Regions from separate parts of the Mus musculus genome. Here region 2 is linked to region 1. Evidence: chromatin contacts called from public Hi-C data. All regions are on one chromosome and are shown on one strand. Each heading gives the region's core, a stretch centred on a gene start, on an enhancer-like site or on the middle of the called end of the contact. The rest is flanking DNA. Distances are from core to core; before and after follow the strand shown. Region 1 has its middle 21 kb from the start of Gm40746. Region 2 overlaps Gm46240.

The links. Hi-C and Micro-C count contacts between places; a contact is called where the count stands out from the background.
Region 2: a contact with region 1 is called in a Hi-C map of bone marrow-derived macrophages, with 9 read pairs. The contact joins two enhancer-like sites. A contact is called at or near these places in 1 of 15 datasets of contacts at CTCF or cohesin (large pre-B cells), 1 of 484 Hi-C or Micro-C datasets (bone marrow-derived macrophages) and 2 of 115 datasets of contacts at active chromatin or transcription factors (bone marrow-derived macrophages and regulatory T cells).

The regions. Positions count from the first base shown.
Region 1 is chr10:96,198,912-96,204,379 of GRCm38.p6, forward strand. No RefSeq gene overlaps it. Among named protein-coding and RNA genes, the nearest start is that of Gm40746, 21 kb to the left of the region's middle. Within about 2 kb of position 2,535, at least 87 of the 459 cell types and tissues checked have an H3K27ac peak or open chromatin away from gene starts, as enhancers often do. A contact at or near this core is called in bone marrow-derived macrophages, where this site is marked.
Region 2 is chr10:96,906,913-96,912,380 of GRCm38.p6, forward strand. The region is part of intron 1 of Gm46240; the gene reads left to right. Among named protein-coding and RNA genes, the nearest start is that of Gm46240, 8.3 kb to the left of the region's middle. Within about 2 kb of position 2,974, at least 12 of the 459 cell types and tissues checked have an H3K27ac peak or open chromatin away from gene starts, as enhancers often do. A contact at or near this core is called in bone marrow-derived macrophages, where this site is marked.

The sequences.
Region 1 (5,468 bases), core at 1,285-3,784:
CCTTGGAAAGGCCTGTATACTTATTTTGTGTACCATATTTTCTCTTTGCTCCTACTCTCTCTCCCCGCTTTACTTCTGATAGCTTGTCCTGAATTTCCTCTAGAATTTTCCCTGCCTTAACCACTTGATAACATGTGAAAAGGAACAAAAGGGCTTCTAACACTAGAAAAAATTCAAGGCCAAACATATTCCACTTTACTTCTGATAGACTGTCTTGAATTTCCTTAGAAAGTTCAAGATCAGACTTACCTCGTAAAGCTGTACTCACTGGTACTCTCGTTCCCCAGCTGAAAAGTTCTGAATTCATACAGTTGAATCCTTCTTAACAGTCTGCTTTACGGGAACCTTTATTACCGCGACCCGCAGTTCTGGTTCTGGAATGAGGGATCTTCCTTGCGCCAGTCCCGAGTTTTTTCTCGTCCCGGAATTCGGCACCAATTGTTATTAGACGCGTTCTCACGCCCGGCCAGGAAGAACACCACAGACCAGAATCTTCTGCGGCAAAGCTTTATTGCTTACATCTTCAGGAGCCAGAGTGCAAGAAGCAAGAGAGCAAGAAGCAAGAGAGAGAGAAAACGAAACCCCGTCCCTATTAAGGAGAATTCTCCTTCGCCTAGGACGTGTCACTCCCTGATTGGCTGCAGCCCATCGGCCGAGTTGACGTCACGGGGAAGGCAGAGCACATGGAGTAGAGAACCACCCTCGGCATATGCGCAGATTATTTGTTTACCACTTAGAACACAGCTGTCAGCGCCATCTTGTAACGGCGAATGTGGGCGCGGCTCCCAACACTAAACTTTAATTGTTAAGATATAGCTAGTTCCTGCTAAACATCCCTGACCACTCAACTGTAGAAGTGGCCACTCCCCACCCCCACCCCCACCCCAACACCTCTCTGAGACCTCACATGGCTACTTGGTTCTTCTCCCTCCAAAGTATAGCCAACTCTCCTCTCTTGCATACTGGCCTCATATATGGACTGATTAGAGGGAACATAGCATCCGGAGACCTAGAGCTTAGGGAGAAGATGACCTCAACTCTTTCAAGGCACCTTCTCAAGAACTGGTCCCTTTGGGTCTTGTAGAAAACTAATATACAAAAACTCCTCTCTTGCCAGGACCACTGTAATGTCAAGCAGCCCGCCTCTCTGACCCAGAACTAATGCAGTGTATGGAAGACCACCTCTCTCACCAAAACCACTAGAATGGATGGCAGAACATATGGTGGCATAATGCACGTACAGGTACCAAACAAATGTGTTACCACTCAATGCCATTACCACTCAGGGCAAAGAATACAACATGGGAAACACCCCCAGAAACTGTTGGAGTGTCTTTTTCTCTGGAGATAGTCCTTGTCCAGATTGTTTGGGGATGAATTCTCTCTCTCTCTCTCTCTCTCTCTCTCTCTCTATATATATATATATATATATATATATATATATATATATACATATATATATATACACACATACATATATATACATACATATACATATACATATACATATACATATACATATACATATATATATATATATATATTGTGTGTGTGTGTGTGTGTGTGTTCGTGTGTGTTGATACCTTATTAATAAATACCAGAGTTTGTTTAGGCTTACTTCTTATGCATTTTATTCCATTCCACAAAAGAAGACTCTACAACCAAACTGCGGAGCATGGAAAAGCAGTGAATCCAAGTGTCTCAATGCCTTTTTCCCCCCTTGCTGGCTGTATGGATTTCCGAAGCATGTGTGTTCTTTCCTTATTGTGCAGATAACAGCATCTACCCCTAGTGTTCTTTATGGGGGTGAGAGGTAAGACACCTCACACATTTATTGTCAGGTGGGCAAGCTCGGGAACTTCCTGCTAGAGAGGCTGCCTAGAGGTGTATGTGAGTGAGGTCTTCCTTTGCTAGTTCTGATGCCCAGTGATGCTTCTGTCAGTTCCACCCACCTCTGAGATGACTGAGTTCTACGGTATGCAATGTAACCAGTTCAGGCGCGCTCGTGCATGCGTGCGTGCGTGCGTGCGTGCGTGCGTGCGTGTGTGTGTGTGTGTGTGTGTGTGTGAAGGGGTTAAACATTTGGCAGACAGCAGTCATGAAGTAAATGCCAGAGACTGAATAAAGGACTTATTTCCCTTGCTTGCTGCTCGTAGAGCATGTCATCTGCTAGCAGGGGTGACACACGTGACAGGCATCAGAATGTGGGTCCTGTAAGAAGGCGGATGGCACACTGGGTAAGAATTCTAGGAGCACAGCTCATTGAGCAGTAGGACGCTTGCCCACTGAAGGCAGGAGCCTAAGTCTATTCTCAAGAACTGTAATCAAAAATGTTCCAATCCGACTCTCGACTTCCTGAGGGGGATGTCGATCGACTTCTCCTTCGGTTCCCCTGTCTGTAAAACGAAGACAAACAGTTTCTACCTCCGAGAAATGAGAGTAAACGAAGGCAGCTTGCTTAGAACAGAGCCCAGGGCGTGGTGCGGACGTCGGCTGTTATTGCTGTTGCTGAGAAAGAGGAAAGATAAAAGGCAGGGTGACTGTTGACAGGAAACTGGGCTTCCCGGGAGAGCGTTCATCTGTGCAGTGCTCTGAGGCCACGGTGCCTTTGTGGTGGATTGCTTCTTCACTGGGGCCATTCCCAGCAGCTGCCACCTCTTCGGAGTCACCTCCCTGCCTTCAGCACCTGCGCATCTAACCCTCACATCACCTTTAGATGCTGTTTTTCTCCGTCAAGGCTTTGAGTAGTCCGTCTAACACGGTTAGACACTCAATGTGGATTTGAAGCGCTGCATACCTTTAGCAGATTGAGGGCCACAGGCACAGGTGCAAAGGGTGTCATTTCAGATGAGGAACAGATAGACATGTAGGACGAATCAACGAATAGAGGTGTAGGTGTGGCGTAGGTTTCCCGAAGTTCATCCCAGCAATGGACTAAAAGAAGTTTTCTTTTCTCTCTCTCTCTCTCTCTCTCTCTCTCTCTCTCTCTCTCTCTCTCTCTCTCTCCCCCCCTCTCTCTCTCTCTCTCTCTCTCTCTCTCTCTCTCTCTCTTTCTTTCTTTTTTTTGACAATATGTGCGCGTCAGCTTTCTCTCTTCAGAGGCTAACCCTCACTGTGACGTTAAGGTGGCTTACACTTAGCTGATGATTGAGCAGAGCAAGCCTGGCTCCTGGGGCCCATCTGGGAGCAGGCCAGTCCTGTTCATCACTAAGTCCTGCCTTCCCTCTGGGTGGCCTGGATGAAGGCAGAGTGGTGGCTTCTGAACGGAACCTTCAGTAGGCACAGGGGACCTGAAGTCAGTGCCTGAGACCCGGCCTGGCAGCCAGATGCTCTCCCAGAGCTGAGTCTCACAGTGTGGCCGGAACAGTGATTCCTCATATAGTTTGGATGTTAACCCTTTGCTCACTAAATGGTTGGCAAATACCTTCTGAGTGTACTGTTGTCAAAATGTCTCCCTTGCCTATCATTAAATTAAGAACAAATTCTCAAATTCTAGAGTTGTAAGTGTTTTGAAACCAACCAACCAACCAACCAACCAAACAAAAAACCTTCTTCGGAAACTGCTTCTTGCAGGCTTGCATATTTTATTTTGCTTTTAAAAGATTGTTCTTCTTAAATTATTTTTATGTATGTGCATGTATTTGTATACTGTGTTTAACCAGTGTATACCAGTGCCTGAAGAGACTGGGTAAGGGTGTCAGAACCCTTAAAGGTGGAATTATAGGTTGCCCTTCATGGGATCTAGGAACTGAATGGGTCCTCTGGAAGAGCAGTTATCCCTTTTAACTGCTAATATACCTTGCCAGCCCCTCCAACCTTTATTTTGAGAAAAAAAGACAATGATTCGAAATGTCACCAACAAAGACGGTAAATGTTAAGCCATGTATCAAAGGAGACCCCCAGGAAAGTGTTTCAAACACTAGTGGATTGGAAAGCTGGGTTGCTCTGTTTGTCTCCTATTAGGTCACTTGTGCAATAATATTTTTTTTCTTTCAAAGAAACATGAGAAATTAGCTTCACTGGGATAGTACCTCATGGGCTCAAATTCTATTTATAAAGCCCTCCTCTGCCAGAGTTCAAAGGGCTTAGTGGATGGCTTCTAACAAACTTACAAAATCCATAAACAGTGGGTTTGGTGACTGTAGAAGACTTGGAGGGCAAGAGTCATTGCTGTGTTCCTGGTTTCTACAACAGTCACATGTCACCCCTCCCAGGCCAGCACATCCCTGCAGTGGCTGGGAACAAACTTTGTGTTTCCTAAGACCAAAGCTGCTTGTCCCCTTGATGGCTGCATCACATTTCACCAAGGATATCTCCCCCATCCATTCTATTTACTTGAACAAGTTTTCAACTAATTTCAGCTCATTTTCCCCCTTATTTGTCAACTAGCTGTATGGGTAAATGGTACCAGCAATCTATGTATTGAATAAGACATGTTCAAACTTAAACATCAAAAAAGAATATAGATGTTGGTTTTCACTGGGAAAAACTTTTGTTGTAGTCTGAAAATTTATACATGGAGTATATTGCAAATTGATTTTTAGGATTTATTTTTAGGTCAATATTGTCTGAATCTATATTCATCAATGTTATAAGGATAGGAGAAAATTCAGTTGTAGAGAAATTTGGGTGGCTTCCATATATATTGGGACACTTTAAACACTGACATTTTTAATAGTAGCACAATGAGTCAGTTTTATTTCTGCTTGGTTTGAAGGTTTTATCCCCCAGAAGACCTCTGTTGGGAAGTGAGTTCCTGAGTGAGCCATGGTGGGCTGTAGGGCTAAGGAGGAGATGCTGGGTACCTTAATGGAGCCCTCAGGGATAGATTAATGCAGTTATCATGGGAGTAGGTTAGTTGTCGCCATAGAAAGCTGCTACTACCAAGGGAGTTTACCTTTTCCATGCTTCAGTTCTCTCTCACATACCTGCTTACCTTTCCATCACATGCAGCTGCCCTGATTTGGACTTCCCAGCCTCTAAAGATAATCATGTCCGAGGCTTCTGTGGGTACCATGGCTAACAGAGCATCTTTCTTTGGGAGGCCAGAAGGTAGTTCAGTTCAAAAGCACTGCATAGCTGGTGTTGGTTCAGACTTCAGGACTCTAACCTTGAATAGTTTATTTTAGGCATATTAAGCACAGCCCAATTACCTTTCCTGGTGATAATAACTCAGTTCCATGTGTACAGTAAGGCTTCAGATGTAACTGCCCTGAGATTCTCTGTGCAGTCCATGTGACACTTTCCATAAGGAAGTGTTCTATGGCTTGACTGAAAAACAAGACAGAACAAAACAAAACAAAACAAAACAACAACCAAAACCAAACTCATGATAAGGGTCTGGAGGAGGATCTACTGTGGTCTTGGCCACACAGATAGCGAAAAGATCACCAGGCTAATAACCACATCTGCTCTCTGCCTTCTGGGCAGATAACGGGGTATGTGTCTCTTCGCTTGACGGGAAAAAA
Region 2 (5,468 bases), core at 1,724-4,223, 710 kb after region 1:
CACACAGAAGGGGAACACACACACACACACACACACACACACACACACACACAGAGAGAGAGAGAGAGAGAGAGAGAGAGAGATTTAAATCTAGTTTCTAAATATAAGAGAAAAGCACCCTGAGTTTGTTATATTTTTGCTTAATATAGTGATTTTCAGTTACATCCAGTTTTCTGCAAATGTCATGACCTTATTTTTCTTTGTGGATGCATAAAATGCACTGTATACTTGTATCACATTTTAATTATGCATTCATCTATATATAATCCAGGCTGTCCCAATTGTTGACTACTGTGAATATTGTAGCAATAAGTATGGATGTGTAAATATCTCTGTGATATGTTGACATAGAGTCCTTTTGGAGATACACTGTGGATATTATGGTAATTATGCTTTTAATTTTGTTGAGGAATCTCTATATATCTTCCATACCAGCTGTAATCTCTTTGTCAGGACTCTGTTAAAATGTTTATACCCGACCCACCCAGGAAAATATCTTTTTTTACTAACTCAAAGGAAAGTCATTTAGATAAATCTGTAAGATTTCAGCTCATTTGGAATATGGTATAAAGTGATCATGTAGGATTCTCATAAGACAGGCCTGTACTCAGCACATATGCACACCACAGAAGGCTACTAGGAACAATTTACAATTCTCCTTACCACATACCGAAACACCAGATTTACAGGTACCTTGTAGATGGAAAACATGCAGACATCACACATTATTTTCATAATGGGTATTTATTTTTAATTAGGTTTAGATACAAAATGAATATACTAATAAAGTAAATACAAGCTGAGTTGCCTCTTATATTTTGTGCTTAGTAATTTGTAATTTTAATTTTTAGAATATAGATGTCTCCCCTGTAACAATCATTATAAAATTGGTTTCTTACTGTTGGATTTTTTTCTTGAATTATATTTTTACTTACTCATTTGTTTTTATTTTACCTCCACACTTCAGTGGTAATGCTCCAGTATCTCCACTGAAAACAAGTTCAATGAATTTATGTTTTGAATCCATGTTCATCTGAAAATATGTGTGCTTTTACAGTTTTAAATACCATGAACGGATGTCGAATTCTAAGTTGAAAGTGAGTTTTCCTTGAAAGTTTGACAATGTCATAGTCTCTCTTTAAGGCTCATGTAAATGATGTCATCAGTAATTAGAGGTAAAGTTGGTAAGGCTGAATGACAAGGAAACCATGGAAGCAAGAGGAAAGTTCATACAAGACAGGTCGCCTAAAGTATGTGCTATGAGAACAGGCGGAAGGGCACCTCTGGTTAGAAAAATTGAATACTGCCGAGAAATCTAACATGCCTCACAACCAGTCCTTATCTTCAGCACCAGGTTGGCCATTCTGACTGGACAATTGAGAGTCATCAGAGTGGAAGAGGGTAAGAATTCGTAAAAGGGTAGGCTTGAAAAACTTTTGAGTCATTTGTCTGAGAATATGCAAGGGAAAAGATGACATATCCCCTTGTTTTAAAAGGTTACTAGAATCACTAGATTTGTTAAATGCTAATTTTAAAAAATCTAGTAAGGAAAAGAGACAACTGAATCATAAATGAGCAAACTAAAACAACTCATTAAGGTATTGTGTGTGCAGTGCAGAGAGAGGGACTAGTGAATAGGAGGAATAGGACATTAATTCTATAGTTTCATTAACAAAAACAACAGGATAGATATGGATGAACAGGCTGCAGCTTCTGTTGGGAGAAAAAGAAAGAGCTTATTGACCAGGTATCTTGTAGAATGTAAAATTTGAATCTTTTTGGAGAGATATGGTTAGATGTCTAAATGGCACTGAGAGACCCACTGAAATTAGTAAGCTTAAGTTTTCAATTATCTCAATTATTCTGGTTATACAACTTCCCCCTAAAATCTTCCCCCTAGAATCTTTCAAGGTTCTGACCTGGTTATCTTCATCCGAATTTCGTGAAAGCTATTCTCTGTACCCCAGATGAGGTTGGATGATTCAGATTTCTTCCTATGAGGCCTGCCATTTGACTTTCTACTATGTCCTTGATTTTTTCTTTGTCTTCAAAGCATGAAAGAGCATCTTGCCATGACATGGACAGCTCTGGATGGTCAGGCTTCTTTGACCCAGCCCATGTCACTTCTCTCTGTTTACATTAGTCCAAATGTCAACAACAACAAGCTACATGTGGGTTAACTACCATCCTGACAGTGCAAGGTACTTTCTTTACAGTTAGCAACCAGTGGCCTTGGTTGGAGAGCCTGAGAAGCAGCACATCTTAATGACATAGACAATGTTTAAACCTACATCATCAATTACAGACACCACACTTATTCTATTATCATTATTATTATTGTTGTTGTTTTGTTGTTGTTGTTGTTGTTACATTTATTTTTTCACTACATTGATTCTTTTTTATAGGTCCTCAGGGCTAGAGAACTGAACTTTAGTGTTTCAGGGCTTCTGTGAAATGCAATTATGAACACAATGCAGTAGTTGTGACTGACCAAGTTTGAACGTACTGGCAGTTCTGTTAGAAGCATGAAAAAGAATTTGCAAGTTTGTTCTGGATACGCCAACATTTACATAGCAGTCTAACAAAGGCTGGGGAAGAAAACCAAACTGAACGGAAACCTAGAGGGTCTGACATCGATGAGTTCCAATGTGTCATGTTGTTTCATAGGTAGAGTTAAACATTCTCAATTTGTGTGTCTGTGTGTTTGTGTGAGTGTGTGTGTAAGAGAGAGAGAGACAGAGAGAGGGGGAGAGATAGGCAGAGAGATACACAGAGAGAGAGAGAGATACAGAGACACAGAGGCACAGGGACAGAATCAGATGGGCCAAATGCAACCCCCAGTCACATCAAATAGCAATTTGGAATCATCTATTATCCTTGGAAATAAAAATGTCCTTGATGATGTTTGCAAGATTCCTTCTGGTGGAGTCAGAGGACAAAAACCAGATCACAGCAGGGTGAGCTTCAGAGTGCTTATTAAGCAAGCAGAGCTAACAAATATGTTGGGAATCTTGCAGAAGCTTGACAGTAAAGAGGTGAATGGAGAGGAGAGACTGTGGGTCACAGAGAAGGACATACTCCTTAAGTCTGGAAAGGTATATCCATCCATATGCACTTAAGTATGCATATACTTGTTAGGAGTGATCTTTGAGACAGAGAAACGGGGAGGTTTATAGGAAGACAAAGAAAGGGGAAGAAGGCAAGAAAAGGAACAGAAAGAGGAACAAATGAGACAAGGTCTCTAAAGGGAAATTCAGTGGATGGAGGAGAAAGAGAGAGAGGAAGAGAGAGAGAGAGAGAGAGAGAGAGACAGAGACAGAGACAGAGAGACAGGCAGAGAGACAGAGACAGACAGAGACAAAGACACAGATACACACACACAGAGACAGATAGACTCATACACACACACACTGAAAAATAACAAAAATAAATTATAAAAGATAATAAATAAATCCTCCAGAAGGATGCAAGTAAGTACAACACACTATAAGAATACAGAGACCAAGAAGGAACTCTTTTGTGCTCTCCCATTTTTGTGTGTATATGTACATGTGCACATGTGTGCATAGAGGTCAGAGGTCAACATTAGGTGTCTTCCTCAATTATGGTCCACCTTACTTAATCATTATTTATTTTTCCATTTGGTTATTTATTTATTTATTTATTTTATTTATTTATTTTTGAGACAGGGTTTCTCTGTATAGCCCTGGCTGTCCTGGAACTCACTTTGTAGACCAGGCTGGCCTCAAATTCAAAAATCTGCCTGCCTCTGCTTCTCAAGTGCTGAGATTAAAGGTGTGTGCCACTACCACCCAACTGGTTATTTAGTTTTGAGGCAGGGTTTCTGTGGTATCTAGTGCTCACTGATTCTATTAGACTAGGTGTACATTAAGCCCCGGGGGATCCTATTTCCACTTCCCCAAGTACTTTAGCAACTGAGTCATCTCACCACTGTTGGACCAGAAAATTCCATTCACCAGGAGTGGTGAAGATATCACAACCAGCACAGCTTGAGTCCTGAAACCATGATTTAGCGTTGGTGAAGGAATGAAGAATGGATAGCCACACCGAGACATATACAGAAAGACTGAGGTCCCTTGGAGTGTATGCATTTGGTCTGAATGGGACTTACTACTGCTATGAACTCAGAACCTCGGTATATTTTGAGTGCAGCAAAGGGGTATGAGTTGGGGCTTAGTCTTGGTAGGAAGTTTCTGTAGGTAAGCTGTTTCAGACTGTAAATATGCTGGAGGAGGAGGGGGCTGTAGTTGCTAGTTTATGTATCTACTGATCTATAAACACTTGAACTTGAACACCCAGGGAAAGTTTTGGTGTGCCTTTAAGCCTAGCCCATATGGGGAATGGTTTGACTAAATCTCTATGGATCCAATGCTTCAAGTCCTTGCCCATGGGCAAGTGTACATAATTGCTCAGGGTGGCTCTGCTCCTTACAGTGAGGGCAGAGGCATTAAGTCAGGGATTTACAGAGCAGGCTCTGAAGGAGCAGGGGACAGGAAATATTGAGGAACCCAAGGGAATGGTTCACCAGTTAGTGTCAGCTGGGCTCAGAGACCTCAAATCTGAATAATTCTGTCTGTAGGGTTTTATGACAGCCGCTGTCAACATCAAGACTTCTGTCTGTATGGTATAGACATTTACATGAGACATTGTTCTTTTTAATTCTGGGGATATACAGCTATATCATCTCCTAGGATACCACCATTTTCAAATCTATAATAAATGCTACTTTTGATTTCTCCAAGGATGCAGCTCAGAGGATTTATCATGGGTGCCTCTTATGAAATAATCATGAAATATGCTATCTAAGAAATCTTGCAAATTGCACCAGCTAAACAGATGGCACAGCTCTGCAATATAAGCAGCAATGCCCTCACCAGCTGTTAGGTTTGTTTGCAAAATTTAAATCACTATACAATGGATGCTGGCGGTGATGACAAATGGGTATCAAAATCCTACAAGTTCTATGTAATGAGATATGCCACATTTAGGAGAGATTGGAGTAAAAAGTGGCTCATTATTATATTTTGTGTGCTGTAGAGACTCGTGGAAAATATAATAACACATTTATGTGGAGTATGCTTCAAAGAATGGAAAAATAAACCTATCTATAACCTCGAGGGAGCATCTGGCCATATAAATGGCTCTACTCTTCCTCAAACTTTGCTTTCTACATTAGCATCTGTGAAATTTTACTACCCTTAAGGATTGACTGTTTCCTCTTCTTCTTTCTGTTACCGCGAGTGTGTTGGTGCATGAGTGCACGCATGCGTGTGTGCATGCATGTGTATGTGTGTGGTGTGGATGTGCATGTATTTGCATGTAAGTGGATGCACATGTCCTTGAGCACACATCCATGTGCACACCCAGGACTAATGTTGGGAGTTATCCCCTATCAACACTGTGCTTAATCATTGAGGCAGATTCATTCAATCAAAGCCAAAGCTCGC